2 separate regions of the Columba livia genome follow, and region 1 is linked to region 2. The links are chromatin contacts, called in public Hi-C maps. All regions are on one chromosome and are shown on one strand. Each heading gives the region's core, a stretch centred on a gene start, on an enhancer-like site or on the middle of the called end of the contact. The rest is flanking DNA. Distances are from core to core; before and after follow the strand shown.

Region 1 (2,700 bases), core at 84-2,583, 240 kb before region 2:
AGCACTGAATCTTGTCATAAATAGGGGTTTATTAACAAAAACATATATATAAAAAATAACCTGATAGTGACCATTGAAATAACAAGGCATCCAAATGATAGCTCTGCAGTGTCAATCTTTCACATCACAGTCTTCGGTCAAGTGTTGCCTTCTGACACTCACTTGTATCTCACACTGGGTTTGATTTTCTTATTCTTGGTGATGCTCTCGCCTTCTCATTTTGCTGCTCCATTGACAACACTGTAATTTTAAATTGAATTACAATAAACAAACACATACTTTTGCTTCACACACAAAAAGTATAGAAACTAGACCAGGAAAATTAAAAAAAAAATAAAAAGACGAATCAAAAACGTTAAGTATTTGCTTCAGTTGAAACTAACTCGGAGTTTTTCAAACAGAGAGCTAAAGGAAAAAGCACATAGCCACAACAAACAGGTAAAAACCGACTCTGCTTTAAGCAAGAGGGCCTGAGGAGCTTTATAATTCAAGAGGCCGGAACTGAGTAAAAGTTGGAGTTTATGGGAGGGTGCTAGGAATGAAACGTGCAGAAATGATGACAAATGGGTCAAGAAAAGAGCAGCAATCTGACAGAAGATAGGAGGGGGGTTGCACGGTGGGAGCGGGAGCTGGCAAAGACAGCTCAGCAGGGAAGGCACTAGGGACTCTGAACTGAGGCAGGACAGAAGACAACCTGCTGCACTCGAAACGCAGGGACGGGAGAGTGTCCGGGCAGGGTGTCACGGAGTTAGGCCTCGGGGTAGAGAAAAAACAGGGACAAAACCCTAGAGGGGAAAAAGGCAAAAGGCCGATGAAGGGGACGCGGAGCTGCTCGGCAGGGAGGTCGAGGCGAGCGGGACGGCTGTACCGGGGAAGCTCCGGGACCAAGGGCGCCGGCTGCCCCACGGCAGGACCAGGTGCTGCGCGACTCGGCAACCCCCGGCCAGTACCGCAAACATGAGCCCCAGCAGAAGGCCCATCGCCAGGCAGGGCGCGATGTCCACACGGCTCTGAACGACCAACTCGTAGCTTCACACCCGTGGGCTCTTGTTTTGCCTTTACCTCACGCACCGTGAACAGCGCGGGCTAGATAGGCCCACCTCTTTCGAGTTTCGGCCAATCCAGCTTAAGAGTGCTTATGACTGACAGTCCTGGCAACTAATCGCGAGGCGGGCTGGAAGAGCGGTTTCTGAGAAGGCGGTGTTTTGGGGCAGGTGGGTACCTGCGCAGGGAGAGAGGGTCCGATTTGAGAGATACAGTCTTCTACCCAATCCCATGTGCGAGTGGGCGGGGCGGGCCCTCGTGGGCGGGGCTTGGCTTGTGGCGCGGGCGGGCGGGGCGCTGGGGCGGTTCCAGGCGCTGAAGCGGCTGCCGGCGCAGCGTCTTCGCGGAGTGAGCCCGTTTAGTTCGGTTCGGTTCGGTTCGGTTCGGTTCGATTCGATTCGATTCGATTCGATTCGGCCTCTGTGAGGTCGTGCTCGCCGCGGTTCCAGTGGCGGCCAGGTAGCTCTGTTTTCTTAAAGCTTATGCGACACGCTGGTCGGTCTGTTCTCCTCATGAGTCCCAGGGCTGCGGCCCGTCTATGTGGTGAGAAGTGGCTCCTCATCCTCCTCTATAGCCTGAGCCGAGCTCCCTCACCTGCAGCTAGACAATACCACAAAAGCTGCTGAGAAACTCCTTTCCCCACCGTTAAAATACAGAGAAAGGGGATTCGGAGTGCTTTGAAGTCCTAGAAATGCAGACATTTGCCTGTCTGCTGGGTCTGGCTGGAATTTGGGGGGAAAACCATGCTAATTAGTAAAAATAAAAAGTCAATGAAAGAAAGATTGGAGGCTAGGGGGTAGCATGGAATCCCAGAGAACAGGATTGGAAGAGAAAAATAAAAACTGGGTTCCATCTGGCAGGCAGGTGTCCCCCCTGCTCTCCCGAGGGGCCTCGGCTGCCCCAGTGAGCAGGGTCCCTCTGGATCCCATTGCCGATGGGATTTAATACTCAGCCTGCTACTAAGTGTTGTTCATTTGTCCATCTACTATCTAGAAAACAAAATGAAATTGTTTTTTACAGAGTTCTAGAAATCAACCAGAGATCTGCTTGACCACACAGAAAGAAGTACCTAAGAATGGCTCCTTTATTTTGTGCTTCAGTTGAACAAGATTAGCTAATTCAGATTTTGAGTAAATTCAGAGAAGAAGAAAGATCCAGCCATTGTCATGAGGTAAGTAAACTCAGTTTAAAAATCACAAGGCAAACACATTCAAATTGGCTATGTGATTTCCTTTTGTGTGTTAAAAGACCACCCATGACTGGGATTTTTAATTTATTATTTTATTGGGCTTTGTATAAACTATTTCTTGACACCACTACCTCTGAAAAACAAAACAAACCCTGTGTTAAGAACACACAGAGTAGTTCGTATAATTGGGACAGGGGAAGTGAAGCAAGTATGGATTTGTGCCTCTGCCCTGTAATTAAAATGCTCAATCGGGACAATACATCAAAAAACCTTTTACAATAAAACAGCAGTTGAAGTAATTTTACTGCAATATGTAATTGAATCATAATTGTAGATCATCAACAAAGGCAGAAAAGGAACAGGTACTAGACTTTAGGTAGCATATAAGAGTGAAAAGCTATCTTGCTGTTTTGTGAAAAACAAAAGTAGAAATCCAGTTCAATGTCTGCATCTGGTAATCAATGGCT
Region 2 (2,715 bases), core at 112-2,611:
ATGGCTATATTTATATTTATTCTGTAACCTCTGTGCTTCATTTGTGTTACTTATGCCATCCCAGTTACAGGCCAGTCCCTCCCGCCATGCTCTGTGACTACCTGCACTGCTTTTATTGCTCCTTGTACACGTTATGCAAATAATTAAAAAAAATATTTGCTCACTGAGAACAAAAGGCTTTGCATAAAGTGGACATGACATTAGTTTCAAGCCACAAACTCAATTAGACACAGCCAACTGTGCTGTAAATACCACAGCTGATTCCATCAGATTTTGCTGTATTTCTTGTTAACTTGATGAGGTGTAATAGTTTAAGAACTTTGATTGAAATCCAGCTTTGTGTATAGTCTGTTCTGATTTAGTTGGGGAACTTGAAGGCTCTTCAGATCCTTACATGAATACAGAAAGTCTGGTGAGTCTCGCGAGGAACTGCGCCAGGCGATTCCCTGCCGCGGCAAAACCCGGTCTGCCTGCCAGGACTGAGCAGTGACCAGTGCTGCTGACCTGGCCGAGGCTGGGCTGACTTTTGGACTGCTGAGGTCCCTGCTTGTCTACACCCATGCGAACAGGCAGTGCAACAGGCGCTGCTGCCGGCGGCACAGCTGTCGCTCCCCGGGGCTCTGCTCCCCGGGGCTCTGCTCCCCGGGGCTCTGCTCCCCGGGGCTCTGCTCCCCGGGGCTCTGCTCCCCGGGGCTCTGCTCCCCGGGGCTCTGCTCCCCGGGGCAGCCCCTTCCCCGCCGGTGCTCCTGGGACGGCCCCAGGGGCTCTGCCGCAGGAAACTACTTCTCTCTGTTTGCTGTGTTTGCTGCTGGGAGTGCTAAAAAAAACAGACAGGGGGCTGGTGAGGGTGGAGAATTGCAGTCCCAGCCTTTAGGAAAAGTTAAAAACTTTTTTTTTTTGGAAACTTTTTCCTGGGGCAGGACGCGCCCCTTCCTAACCCGGCTGTCCCGTCCCGAAAGGGGCTCGCTGCCCCCCTTCCGCCATCCCCGCCCCCCCGCCCGGCCGGCACTCACCCATGCTGGGGCTGAGCCTCGGCGCTCCGCGGCGGCGGGCGCGGGTGCGGGCGGAGCGGGGTCCGGCGGCGGGAGCGGGGCCGCGCAGCGCCACGTCGCTCTCGCCCTGCCTCCCGGCCGGGCTGCCTGGGGCGTGTAGTCGCCCTGCCCGCCCGTGCGGGAGCCGGGGGTGTCCCGGCAGGGTCGCCCTCGCCGGGCTGTGCTGCTCGGGCGGGCACCGCCCCGGGGAGCTGATGCAAAGGGCCGGGAAGACGGAGCGGAAGACCCGGGTGATGAGTGAGTCTGGCTCCGCCGCACCGTGACCCGGGGCTGGGCGTGTGAGCGCTCCGTGCAGTCCGGGTTTGGCCGCGCAGAGTGGCTGGGGACATTTTAGCAGGGGTATGTTGCTAATTGGTCTGGAAACGAGGACATGGCAGGATATGGCTTTGGTTGCTGGAATGACAGCTCTGTCCCCAGTGTCTAGCTCAGGGAAGGAATCTCTGCTCACTGACTGCAGACCCTCTCCCATGCAGAGCTTCACTCCTCTACACGAGAAAGCTTCTAGAAAGCCCCCAAGAGACTGACAGTTTGTTATAGTTCAGGTAGCTCGGCTGGAAAGCCACGGAAGCCAGCTGGGAAAGCAGTGGCCATTTCAAAGCTAAAAGAAAGAAAAAAGCAGCCTGAGTTTGCATTCTTAACTTTCTCTTGTGTGGAAAAGAAAGGATCAGTCTCTGGAGCTCATCCCCTTCCCCCAACATAGCGCTCTGCTAGGCAGAGCATTTCAGCATCCAGCTTCCCTTGCAATTCACATTCTTTTTCTGCTCAGTGGAACAGAATCCTTCCTGCTGCCTACTGCACAAAAGACACTGGGACTTGCACTTGGATGCAAGATATGTTTCCGAGTTTGAAACTAAACTCATGTATCTCAAAGTCCAGTTTGTAAAACAAAGATTTTACAAAGCTTGATATGCCTAGAAGTGCTTTCAAAACTCTTTAACACAATGCAAACATTCTGCCTCCGTTCTGTTCATGCAAACTGCAGTTACTGGGTGGGTTGCAGTGTGGTGAAGTACATGCGCTGTCCCGAAGCCTGCTGTATCACAGCTGGTATGCAGACAGGCGTAGGGAAGATGTGCTGCACCAGGCCTGGGGCTGAGCTTGCACGGCCTTCCCAGGGCCATGCCACAGGCTCTGCCACAGAAGGGCAGGTGCAAATGACCATAAACCTGCATTGTGAGCTGGTGCAAGACTGCAGGTAATGTTTTATCTAACCGCACAGTTATATCCATACAAGCTCCAGACCAGTGCCCTGTGGAGCCCATGCCGGTAGAGCATCTTGCTGCAGTACAGGACCAGGTTGGGGAAGGCATGCACCAGTGACCATCGTGCCTGTGGTGCGGGCACAGCCCTCTGACACAGGCAAAAGTAAACAGGTTGGATGAAGAATGAGGAACACTTGATATTTCTCTGAAAGAGCTTTTTCAGTCATTAATTCAATGGGACATTGAAATATTTAAAGAATCATGATTCTTCTATGCAGGGGAATATCCATCACATCTCTGCTCTGGAGAGAAGTGGTGCCAACTCTTTTTTTTGATGGAACTCATAGTCTTAGGATGCTTGAGATGGACAATACCGGATCATGCATATAATTTCAGCCTTAGTCTGTTGGATACCTGGCCTGCAACACAGGCAGCAGTTGATAAAAGGTTTTGCTTTTGTT

The links. Hi-C and Micro-C count contacts between places; a contact is called where the count stands out from the background.
Region 1: a contact with region 2 is called in a Hi-C map of crop, with 6 times the contacts expected there. The contact joins the promoter of ZMYND8 here to the promoter of SLC2A10 in region 2. A contact is called at or near these places in 2 of 2 Hi-C or Micro-C datasets (crop and liver).

What each region holds. Positions count from the first base shown.
Region 1 is chr16:341,043-343,742 of bColLiv1.pat.W.v2, reverse strand. It overlaps ZMYND8 (zinc finger MYND-type containing 8), which reads left to right and starts at 1,333. Exons shown (of 22, transcript XM_065031715.1): 1 at 1,333-1,503; 2 at 2,065-2,215. The coding sequence starts at 2,211. It overlaps LOC110358999 (a long non-coding RNA gene), which reads right to left and starts at 1,188. Exons shown (of 2, transcript XR_002413863.2): 1 at 869-1,188; 2 at 10-240.
Region 2 is chr16:97,250-99,964 of bColLiv1.pat.W.v2, reverse strand. SLC2A10 (solute carrier family 2 member 10) reads right to left here and starts at 1,361. Exons shown (of 5, transcript XM_065031696.1): 1 at 1,014-1,361. The coding sequence starts at 1,017. The region is part of intron 9 of LOC110358998 (a long non-coding RNA gene); the gene reads left to right.